Linked DNA regions of Mus musculus: all the other regions are linked to region 4. Evidence: chromatin contacts called from public ChIA-PET and HiChIP or PLAC-seq data. All regions are on one chromosome and are shown on one strand. Each heading gives the region's core, a stretch centred on a gene start, on an enhancer-like site or on the middle of the called end of the contact. The rest is flanking DNA. Distances are from core to core; before and after follow the strand shown.

Region 1 (2,874 bases), core at 289-2,788, 480 kb after region 4:
GCACAGCTGTCACACCGGCAGTGACACCGGCAGTGCTACAGATTTAAAGTCGGTTGCAACCCTCACCAACTAAGACACTTCATAGCTGCTCAGCTAACTAGGAAGGATTCTGGGTGTCGGGTCTGGCCCAACTGCAAGGACAGAGTTTCTGCCCTCTCTTTACAGCACCCGTCACCCATGCCATTGGTGGAGAGTCTCCTTTGTGTTCCTGTGAACCACTGGCCAGTTCTTCCCTTCATTTTACCTCTCAGCTTGCTGTTACTATTGCACTACCCTGGTCTTTGGCCTGCTAGGCTCTCACCTGCCAGGCCACCCACGCCCAGAGTTCTCTTGTGAGACTGGTCCACTGGTGCCCTAGAAACTCATATTTCTCTCTCATGGAAAGGGTTTTCTGAGGACATGGTGGGATACAACAGCTGCCTGCAGATCACAGTGAGAGCCTGAGAGGCTGCTCACTGCTTTTGGTCACCAGGAACAGCCTTTCTAGAAACCCAGAGCTCTCCCCCAGGCACTCACTCCCAGGCAAGTGTAAATGTCAGGGGAGGGGTACAAGAAAGATAGTAACCCTGACATGACACCCCTGCCCCTGACATACACACCCATACCCTTGTCCATCTTTTCCTCTTCACAGGAACACCACATCCAATCAACCAACACACCCACTGATCCAGACATGCATCCACCCATGCATCCTGTGATAGTCTAACACTCCAACTTCCTGAGCCCTAGAAGCCGGACTTGGGAGCAGGGGCCACATAGAAATAGCCATTTAGTATTTGTGGACTGCCACACTGCCCACCCAACACACATGTGCACACATGGAAATATGGACTCCCATCTGGGCCTCTCCTACTCAGTGAGTGTCATGGAAGCTATCTGGACAGAGTTAGAGGCAAGCGTGTCTCAGCCCTACTCCAGATCAGCTTATATGGTTGCCATAGCTTATCTCCTCTAAGCTCTGGAGAACTGCCTCTCTACAGACCTTATTTCCAGAATATTCTCAACATTTACAAGGAGATGACTAGTTCATATGTCCACTTAGAAATAACTCCCTCCAATGCCAGAGACACAGAGGTGTTGGGCAGTGAGAGGGTAGCCTTGGGGGCCTTTAAATGGTCATACATAGCAAGATGAGGAGCCCAAACGCATGATCACATGACCTGTTAGCATCCCTGAGATAGAGGCCCAGACCCTATCCACATGTGGGGAAACAGCCCCAAAGCAAGGTGACCTCCCAGGCCACACAACCCCAGTACGAAGTCTCTGGGATGGTGCCACACCCATCTCAACTGCCGCCTGCCACTACTACTTGCTCAGGAGAGGACATTCTGCAATCCAGCAAAGGCGAGAGGCCAGCTCTGTGTACATGAAGACTTCCTGTTCTCCAGTGTCACCTGAGAGACCAAGTTCCACAGCTGTACCACTGATTCCCTTCCACAGAGTCCCCCCAGAAAGATGGCCATTGTATCTGTCTGCTCAGAGAAACACAGGCAAACCATGTTGCCTTTGCTGCCTGGGCCTGTCTTTTGTCTATCGTCTTCCCAGGGACTAGGTCACTTGAGGGTCACTCGCCATTTCCTGCTTTCTACTTGGCTGGGAGGATCTGGGTTTTATGGTTTCTCTGGAAACCTCCACTGTGTACTGCATACAGAACCCTAGAAGGTGAACCCACAACTTGTCTGGGTGCTCAGTGAATCCCAGCCTTCCTGGGATCAGAGAGCTTTGTGAGAGTACCAGGCAGGGCTCCTGAACTATGAAGCTAGTGCTGCCAGTCATTGGTAGCCAGGTGTTCAATCTGGTCTGACTCAAAGACACCAAATTTCCTGTGTGGTTTTGTACACATCCCTGGCCTTCAGGTTCTCACAAAGAATAACCACGCCCATCTGGCTAAAGCAATTCTAGGACCCAGATGTGGTGTGTAGACTACAGCTCCCCCGCTGAGCCATGGAAGGAAGGCAAGCCATATTGGATTCTGTCAGCCCTGAATCACCTAGCCAGGGTACAGAACAAGAACACAGGCTTTCCTGAGACTCTCGCCTGCATAGAGGGAACTGTCTGAAAGCAGGCAGTCTCACTGCTCAAGGAGGGGCAGAACCATGTGGGTGACAACAGGTAGCAATCCACTCCAGGCTGTCCTCTAGAGGACCTGTGGAGTAAACAGCAAACTCACTGTGCCTGGGCCAAGCACCATGATATTATAGCCCGTCCCCAGAGAGGGAGAGAGGGACTCTGTAGGAGTGACCCTACAGAACAAAAACCACCTCAAAGACTTTTATGCATGCCTCATTACTTGGAAACTGGGAAGGGCCTGGCCAGTTACCAAGTGAAAAACTTCAGGCAGGGGGGAGGAGGAGAGAAGAGGGAGGAGGAGGAAGTAGGGAAGGTAAAGGGAGGTGGGGGAAGGGTTAGGGAGGGGGAGGGAAGTAGGAAAGGAAGGAAGAGGAGAGGAGGGGGATGGGAAGGGGAGAAGGAGGAAATGGAAGGTGGGAGGAGAAGGGGAGAAATAGAGGAAGTAAAAGCATGACAGGAGAGGAGGAGTTGAAGGGGTGGGGAATCCTTGCCCACTTTCCAGACAACGATCGCTGGACTTCAGGTCAGCACTGAAGGCAGCTGCAAGCCTTGGCTGTCTACAGATAGGACCACAGACTTGCTGTATGGAAAGTTGAAAAACACTAGGCATTTCTTCCCTTTCAAGAAGTATAAGATAGAGCCAGGGGTGGTGGCACACGCGCCTTTAATCCCAGCACTCGGGAGGCAGAGGCAGGCGGATTTCTGAGTTCGAGGCCACCCTGGTCTACAAAGTGAGTTCCAGGACAGCCAGAGCTATACAGAGAAACCCTGTCTCAAAAAAGCAAGAAGTGCAAGATAGACACC
Region 2 (2,903 bases), core at 19-2,518, 300 kb after region 4:
GTAAAAAGGAACTGTCTGTTGCTAGAGGATGACACCAGTTTCTCTTTTCTCCAGCTAAATAACAACAGGAGAAAAAAAGAGAAAAAGAACAGAAAAGAAAAAGAAAAAGAAAAAAAACCCAAACCTAAAAACCGTGCCTTCCCCTCCTTCCCCCACATATACTCAGTCATCTTTGGCAAGAGAGCTTCCTGGCTGTTTTTGTAGACATATATTTTCAGCAAAAGCAGTTAAGATGTATGGCTTCCTTGCGTGCTTTAGATGACCACACCCTGGCCTGTTCACAGGACTGGCTCTCCCTCCCCTTCCCCTAAATCCTGTTTGAAGTCAATTCTGGGTAGGGGTGGTTTGGAGAATATACCCAGAGTTCCACATGCTAAAACTATAGTTTGCACAGAAATCTGCATTCCCCCCCCTCGCCCCAGGCTTGCTTATGAATCCTGGGCAAGTGGATTGTCCCCCAAATCTGGCATTTTGTCAAGTTTCTCCAGGCTTTAGGTCAATGCTAGATACAGGGTGGTGCGTAGACAGTGTTAGTCAAATAAATGCATGGATAAGTAAGTGGACAGAGTGGAAACGATCCTGAACACTCCAGTGACAGGGCCAGGAACCAAGAGAATCTGGAGGATGGGTCGAGTGGCTGGGGTCTAACCTCAGGACTATCATTACCTAGTTTTATAACATGGGCAGACCCAGGGCCCCCTCCTTTTCATAAGTAAGATAGCCCCAAGACTTTCCTTACTTGGTGATTAAAAAAAAAAAAACAAGCAGGGTGGCCTCCTTGTGTGCTTTAGATGACCACACCCTGGCCTGCACAGTAGGATTCCATGGGACAGCTGAGAGGGTGGATTGCTTTTTTGCATCCCAAGGTCAGGCCAGAGCCAGGGGCATACTCATCTTTGGCCATGAAACCGTTTAGGTACATTGGCTGCCTCAGGTATCTGCCCTGTACTGCATTGAGGTTGGTCTCACACTTATTCAGAGTTAAGAACCCCAGGTTCAGCTAGGAAGGGATGAGGAAGGTAGGCCTTAAGGGGTGGTGGACCCAGCAGGCTAGGTCGTACAATCCTGTACAAGCTCACCCAATCCAAATGCTGGAGACATCAGGCTGTTTCCTCTTGGCCAATAAAAATAGTCAGCACAGAGCTATCTGTATCCAGCCTATCATGAGGAAGAGCTCCCTAGTCATTATTCAGCATCTGTCCAATCAACAGTGTCGTGGCTGCCACGTCACCAAGGTCTTGGTAGGTGGCCTAGCCGTTGTCGCTAGGAGGAACAGTTGCCTCAGCACGTCTGCGCAGCTTTCCTTGCGGCGCCCCTCCGCGTGGTCTATGATGGTGCATTTTGGTCCAGTCAGGCCCGGTGTGGTCGGCCTCATTTTGGATTACTTCGGTGGGCTTCTCCTCGGCGTGGTTACGGTCTAGTACACCTTAGTGTGCTTTTCTCTGCATGGTCCTTCCCAGCGTGGCTCGTCTCAGCAGCGTGGTTTTCATCCGTGTGATCGTCCTCTGCATGGTTTTTCACGGTGAGGTCATATCAGCCAGCCACCAGCCTCAGCATATTTGTCCACAGTTCTTTTGGAGCTGCCTCTGCTCGGATCACTTGAGCACTACACCTCAGTCCCGACTAGCCATCCTCAGTGTGCTTTGCTCAACGCGATCCTCCTCAGTGTTTGTCCTGAGCCTAGACCTCCATGGTGAGGTCTTATCTTGTTTCGTCATGGTGGTCGGCGATATGGTCCGATCTGCCTCAGCAATTGGGTCACTTCCGTGTGGATCGTTTCAGCACGGATCACTCCAGCGCGGTCGGCTGCCTTGGCGCGATCCACTTGGCTTCTCAGCATTTTTTTTTAGCCTGCTGGGTTCTCTCAGTTTTTCTTCAACACGCTTCTTTTCCCTCTGTGTGATTCTACTTGGAGAGCTTTTCTGTTCAGCTTGGTTCCCAGCGCTTCTTTTTCTCGGCATGGTTCTCCTAGGTATGGTTTTTTTCTCAGCGCGGGTTTCTTCTCTGAGTCAGCACGGCACAAGTCGCAAGTCCGCGTGGCCGCGCTCATCATAGCCTCCCCCTCCTCGCGGCAAGCACTCACGGCCAGAAGCAGAGGTGATTCGTGCCGCGCTTTCGCGGCTGGGCTCCATCTTCGTTTTGCCGCAGTGGCTCCGTATTCGTTTTGCAGTTACGGCTCGGTCCTCGTTTCACGGCCGGTCCTCGTTTCACGGCCGTGGCTCAGTTCTCGTATTTTGCGTCCACGTCCCCATCTTTGTGGCCCAGGCTTACAGAAGCAGGGGTGGTCTTGAGGCCCTTTGAGCCCCGAGGTCGGTCGAGTCCCAAGGTGAGTGGCCTAGGACACCGGCTCAGGCCTTCGGATTCTAAACCCCGGGCCGAGTCAGAACGCACTGGAGCTGAAACCGAATCGGGTCTGGAGACCCCTGAGCTTTGTAGCCCGGTGTGGCCAGCACCAAGGTAGTGAGTGGAGTACGTGTTGTTATGTGGTAGCTGTTTTAATGCTGAGAGTGAGGGGCTCCGTTCGGAATGTTCGCGCATGGTGGGGGAAGGGTATCGTGGAACTGAGGCTGGGGAAGGCTGCTTATTCGGAGTTTTGAACCGAGTTGTGATCTAGCTCTTGGATCCGAGTTGGGTGTGTGTATGTGTGGGTCTACAGTGGTTCCGAGTCTAGAGTGGAGTCACGATTGGAATCGGGTAGAGATTCGGGTCTGGAGCCGACTCGGAATTCAGGTGTGGGGGATTGGGAACTTGGGGTGGAGGCCGCAGTGGTTGCAGTGGGTTCTTAACCTTCCTTGTGCTTTGACCCTTTAATACAGTTACTCATGTTGTGGTGACCTCCAACCATAAAATTAATTTCATTGCTACCTCATAACTGCAATGTTGCTACTGTTATGAGTCATTAT
Region 3 (2,700 bases), core at 82-2,581, 510 kb after region 4:
CCTTGCCCAATGTCTATCTGCCCAGGGCCTGGAATGGTTTGGAAGCTGCTTCCCACTAAATGGCTATCTCCCCAGACCCCACTTATGCCTTCATATGGCTCATGACTATGCACATGCTCAGGCACACAACTGCCTTTGGGCACATGTTCTGTATACTTTCATATTCTGCACTTGGGGTTGGCTGGGGCTGCCCAGGGTCCAGCAGAACTATGGGGGAAGTGGCTGTTGATGGGCAAATGAGGAAGCAAAGGTCATTTCAGATGACAAAGCAGCACTGAGCAACGCTGCTGGGGTGCCTGGGAAGTGAGCTATAGGGGATGTGCCCTGTGTGGGTGTGGGCCTGGGTGAAGGGGTCCTTGAAAGACATGGGAGCCTGTGGTGACAAGCCTGCAGGAGATGCTCCAAGGAGTGGTGCCCCAAGGGAGCAAAAGAAAAAGTGTCAGGGCCTTTCTGGGTTTGATTATTAGGATCACAGGGGTCCATGAAAGGTTGTGGGTAAGGAGAACCATAATATGGTATTGGCCTAGAACGGTTAGGGAATATTTGGTGCAGTCCTTCGAGTGTCCAAAAGATGGAGGTAAAGGGGCAGCAGCAGATGAAGGAAGGGTTCTGGAAGCACTCCTATTCTCCACCTAGTCCTCAGACATAGGAAGGCTAGGCTTTGGATTGCTTGGTGGACATGAACTTAGGCTAGATTTCTAGAATCCAGTGAACTCTGGCCTTGTTCTATACTGAGATCCGGCCATTCCACCTAGGCCCCCGCTATGTACCCTCCTCCAGAGCTGTACCCCACAGCTCTCAAGCACTCAAGGCTTATAGTCCCTGCTCTTCAGGGCTCAAGTGGCTAGAGCTGGTCTGAGCCCCCAGCCCAGCTTGTAATTTTAGAAGGGCATCAAATGGGCATGGCTTATGTCAAGGTAACATGACAGGTATGCTAGGGGACATGCTAGCTCAGATGGTGATGTAACTGTGGCCCTCTTGCTTAGGACAAAGCCAGAGGGAGACCCCTCTCCCTGCCCCACCCAGGTCCTGTTTTTGCCTGTGATCTTGGCGCCCTCTGGTGGCTAATGTTGGGTCCTTGGCTGCTGCCCAACCCCTATCCTCCTACCCCTGGGGTTCATGGCAAAGTAATGAAAGCCAGATCCTGTGGTCTCTGGGGGAAGGGCTCACAGAAACACTGTCAAGAGCTGTCATGAGGGTCTTCCCCAGTTATTCACAACCGCCTGGAAGCTTGGCATGAGTATCTCGGTCTACAGGAAGAGAAACCGGGACTTCGTGTTGAAGGAGCTGGATAGATCAACAGGAAAAAAGCCAGTGTCACAGCCATGAGAAGCATCACGAGCAACAGCCCTGAGCCTCAATTTGGAGGCAGTCCTCATGCAGTCCAAGGCACTGACTGCCTGACTGGTAAGTAGCTAGTACTCAGCTCACTCACACCATAGGATTCTCCAGGAGTGTGGCACACCACAGATCAGGGCAGACATCTCCAGACCTTCTGGGACCTCAGGAGACAGTTCATCTGCTTGCCTATCATCATTGGGACCACTTGTCAGACACCCTTTCATGGATCATGTGTCCTTAAGGCAGTTCTTGTTTCCTCAACTAGAGAAACTGAGGCTTGGTGAGAAATGAAGCAGAATTCCCATCTGACCTCTGATCTCATGTTAGAGTACAGACACCCAGGCCGTACTCATCGTCTGTGCCAGGCAGAGCCCAGGGAGGAAAGGACCCATGTTTCATGTAACCCCTCTTCATGTAACAGTGGGCTCTTGGCCAGCCTGGATGTGCTCTCAGACCAGTGGCACCAATCTAGCCCTTGGTGGATGGGTGGTACCCTAGGTTCACTCATGCCCAGCTTTCTAAGACATCATTGGCTGCCAGGTGCTGGGTGTGGCATGTGGGTGGATCGAGGGAGGAACACAGCCTGCAGTAGGTAAGTGCCTCTAACACTCAGCACCAGCAGCTACATGCCAGGAATCTGGAAGGAACGGGCAGGTAAGCTCACACCAGGGTCAGCTTGCATAGGAGTGGGGCCAGAAAGTCGCTCAGTCCTCTGCTGAGAAGGTAGGAAGGGCAAGCAGGAGCTATGTTCTAGCCACATTTCTACCTCATGTTCTCCATCAGGGATGGCATCATGAGGACAAGTCTGCCATGAGCAAGGGAAAGGGCTACCCATTGTTCGGGAGGGTCTGGGTGGAGGGCAATCCAAACTGTGAGCCTCAGACTTGGAGATTACATCAGCCGCAGCACCTTGGAAACTCAGCCCAAGCTCAGGGGCTGCAGGAGGGAGGGGTGTAGGGGTGGGGACCCAGCTCCTCATAGTTGTATCTACGTCCTGCTCTGTCAGCAATGTCAGGTCTCTTCACCAAGGGGATGAGGGGTGCCATGCTAATTCATGCATGCAGTGACCTTCTTAGTTTTACCCACATATCACTGTAAGCTGGCACAGAGAGTTTAGGGACAAGTACGTTCAGGACCCCAGGATTTGGGTGCCAGATCTGTCGTGCTCTGGGCTCTTCCTATCTTAGGGGCGGAGAAGTACATTTATTTCAGGCTCTTTCTGTGACCGTCTCAGCTAGTAAGAGCCTCCAAGGTCTCCACTGCCTTGGGATTAAGAATCTGTTTTTTGTCTTTCAGAATTCAGGCATAGGATAATGATCAGGGTCATGTAGCTCCCCCCACCCCCGCAAAAAAACCCCA
Region 4 (2,700 bases), core at 56-2,555:
CTGCCCATGAAATGAACCAATTCAAGCCTGATTAGAGTACATATAGGCAGGTTTATTAGGAAGCTGCTCTCAGGCGAAAGTTCACTGGCCCCAAGGACTGAGGCCAAGGAAGTCACCATGGTGGGGGAGGAGAGAGAAAGAGAAAGGGTGTGAACATAGAGAAGACAGGAGGAGCGATGAGGAAGACCAAAACATCTGGTTTATATAGGGAAGAGCCTCTGGGGGAAGGGCAGTCCAGCCCCTGGGCTGGAAAGTTCAGGGTTACAGCAAGGGTATGCCAGGTAGGGACTGAGGGATGCTGAGAGAACCTGGAGGCCAGGTTTGCTTTGAAATATAAAATTTGCACCTCAGTCCCTTGTCCCAAGGGTACATAACCAAACAATACATATTACCAAGTATCAATTATTTTTTAATTAATTATTTATTTATGTTGAGACAGAGTCTCTTATGGAGCCATGGCTGACTTGGAACTCACTGAGAACTGCCTGCTTCTCCCTCCTGAGTTTCCAGGAATTAAGACCATGGTTGCCAGAATATATATATACCAGAATATATAATTGTATTTATTTATTTCCCTGCACACACACACAACACATGTCTTTTTCACCACAGGCATGCAAAGCCCACAAGGATCAAAAGAGGGTTAGGATCCCATGGAACTGAAGTTACAACCGGTTGTGAGCAGTTGTGAGTGCTAGAAATCAAACCGGTGTCCTCCAGAAGAGCAGCCGTGCTCTTGACCACCGAACCATCTTCCAACCTCAAAACGGAGCTTTTAAAAAAAAAAAAAAATTGTGAGACAGGGTCTCGCTATATACCTGGCTATGTTTCTAAAATAATACTTTCCATTTCTTCTCATAAACCTCCCTCTGATGGTGTGTCTTGGGAGGCGACATCAGGAATTAAGGAACACACAGGAAATAAAAGGATTCAGGAGAGAGTGTAACAGGAACCACCTGTTTCCAGGCTTGTGTGGCCTTTTGGAGAGTGTCTCAGAAAAAGGCGTCTTCCTCGCCCCTCTCCTCCAGTCGCTGAGTCCCTTGCCCCACCCTTTCCCTTGCATCTCTTTAATCTCTACTCGTTTTGCCCCGCCCCTCTACCCAGCTCCTCGCCCCTCCCACTCCCCCATTTCGTCCCGCCCCTCCCAGCCCTCTTCAGCAGCCCGGGTTTGCGCTTCTCACTGTCTTAGCCCTTTGGTGTCTATTAAGTTCCGCGCCAGCGTAAACCATAGTATTCTCCCATCATGCCCCACGTCGGCGTCAGTTTGCAGTTGCCTAGCTACTGGACATGCCCGGAAGACGACTGGTGGGGCGGGACTTCCGGCGCCGCGGTTGCATCAGATTCTGGAAGGCGTCTGTGGCGGCGGCCGCGGGTCTTGATTCCCAGTGATGGCAGGTTCCTCCGCGGAGCAGGGTGAGGTTTGCGGGATGACTGTGGAGCTCTGGGTACAAGCATGGCCCGAGTAGGCAGTACCGGGCTGGGGCTGTGTGGGCAGCATGGTCCAAGGAGGCAGTGCCCAGGCCAGTGCTGTGGCGACAGCGGTGGAACGAGTGGGTAATGCCAAGCGAGCCAGGGGTTGGGGGCAGCAAGACCCAGGGACTCAGTGCTCAGGTCGGGTCTGTGGGGACAACCATGGACTAAGTGGGCAGTGCCCAGACCAGTGATCCGAAGATAGTAAAGGCTTAAATGGGCAGTGGCAGGCAAAGGCTGTTCGGCAGAGGATCCCTGGGCGGGAAGTGACCAGCCAGGGCTCTAGAGTGGAGGCTATTGGGTTGGGCAGTGGCTAGGTCAGGGCTCTAGGAACAGTGCATGCCCAGGTGGGCAGTGACAAGCTAGAGATCTGGATTAGGCAGTGACTGGAGTGGGCAGAGATGGATCCTCAGGTGAGTAGTATCCAGTCCAGGGCTCTGGGATAAAACGTTCTCCGGTAAGCCTGTGGGGACAGCCGTGGCCCAAGTGGGCAGTGCAAAACCAAAGCTCTGGGGATGGCCAGCGTCTCAATGGACAGTGGCAGGCCAGGACCTGGGGGTGGCTGCCATGACTCCCTGAAGCTAGAGTACTCCTTGGTGGGACCTGACTCCTGTCTTGTAAGTGCCTCCCTTCCTCAGCTTCAATTTTTTGATTGGGTTAAGGCTAAAGTTTCCTTGGATACTCAGCAATAGGAGAGATGGTCCTGTTTCAAATAGCCTGACTCTAGTTGGTACCTGGATGAGACCTCACCACTCCCCCTCCTGCCCTGGCTGGACTTTGGGGGTAAGGCAAAGGCCCAAAGATTGTTTTGGTCTTCTGCCCAAGCAGGTGGGCGGAAGGGCACATGAGGTTGGTACTTAGGGAAGTAGGGCAGAGGAAGCAGGGACTCCGTGTACGCATACATGAAAGAGCTTGGGGATTTATGAAGGCTTTAATCTCCAGTGTGGTCAGCAGTCACCACAGAGACCTGTCCAGTCAGAGCATCACTGTCAGAGCATCATTGGCAATCTACTTTATTGCCAATTGGGAGATTCCCTCAGAAAGCAGTCACTTACGTCACCCCAGGGTAGACCTGGGCCTTGGCAGATCGCTGAAGAGCAGTGTCTTTTCTCATCTTTTTAGCAAGTGGGTTCTAGAAAGAGCAAAGGCCTTGGCCCATATCCTGGAAGGTGAGAAGCAAGCCTTCAAAGGCAGAATGCTTAGTGTAGGTTTTAGTCTCTGTGATGAAGC

The links. ChIA-PET counts read pairs in DNA pulled down with a chosen protein or histone mark. HiChIP or PLAC-seq counts read pairs in DNA pulled down with a chosen protein or histone mark.
Region 1: an H3K4me3 HiChIP or PLAC-seq map of embryonic stem cells shows a contact between it and region 4, with 5 times the contacts expected there. The contact joins the enhancer-like site here to the promoter of Cars in region 4. A contact is called at or near these places in 6 of 115 datasets of contacts at active chromatin or transcription factors (the 230-238 cell line, embryonic stem cells and stem cell-derived neural progenitor cells) and 4 of 9 other capture datasets (adipose tissue, embryonic stem cells, embryonic tail and 1 more).
Region 2: an RNA polymerase II ChIA-PET map of memory CD8 T cells shows a contact between it and region 4, with 8 read pairs. The contact joins the promoter of Kcnq1ot1 here to the promoter of Cars in region 4. A contact is called at or near these places in 1 of 484 Hi-C or Micro-C datasets (embryonic stem cells) and 2 of 115 datasets of contacts at active chromatin or transcription factors (embryonic stem cells and memory CD8 T cells).
Region 3: a contact with region 4 is called in an H3K4me3 HiChIP or PLAC-seq map of embryonic limb bud, with 4 times the contacts expected there. The contact joins the promoter of Trpm5 here to the promoter of Cars in region 4. A contact is called at or near these places in 1 of 39 promoter capture datasets (hippocampal neurons), 3 of 115 datasets of contacts at active chromatin or transcription factors (embryonic limb bud, microglia and pancreatic cancer cells) and 1 of 9 other capture datasets (adipose tissue).

Annotation. Positions count from the first base shown.
Region 1 is chr7:143,119,070-143,121,943 of GRCm38.p6, reverse strand. All of the region lies in intron 1 of Kcnq1 (potassium voltage-gated channel, subfamily Q, member 1), which reads right to left. Among named protein-coding and RNA genes, the nearest start is that of Kcnq1, 13 kb to the right of the region's middle. Within about 2 kb of position 1,538, at least 49 of the 459 cell types and tissues checked have an H3K27ac peak or open chromatin away from gene starts, as enhancers often do. A contact at or near this core is called in embryonic stem cells, where this site is marked.
Region 2 is chr7:143,294,912-143,297,814 of GRCm38.p6, reverse strand. It overlaps Kcnq1ot1 (KCNQ1 overlapping transcript 1), which reads left to right and starts at 1,268. Exons shown (of 1, transcript NR_001461.5): 1 at 1,268-2,903. All of the region lies in intron 11 of Kcnq1 (potassium voltage-gated channel, subfamily Q, member 1), which reads right to left.
Region 3 is chr7:143,093,273-143,095,972 of GRCm38.p6, reverse strand. It overlaps Trpm5 (transient receptor potential cation channel, subfamily M, member 5), which reads left to right and starts at 1,331. Exons shown (of 25, transcript NM_020277.2): 1 at 1,331-1,407.
Region 4 is chr7:143,598,695-143,601,394 of GRCm38.p6, reverse strand. Cars (cysteinyl-tRNA synthetase) reads left to right here and starts at 1,305. Exons shown (of 23, transcript NM_013742.5): 1 at 1,305-1,413. The coding sequence starts at 1,389. It overlaps Gm15579 (a long non-coding RNA gene), which reads right to left and starts at 1,291. Exons shown (of 2, transcript XR_870064.3): 1 at 1,182-1,291; 2 at 537-772.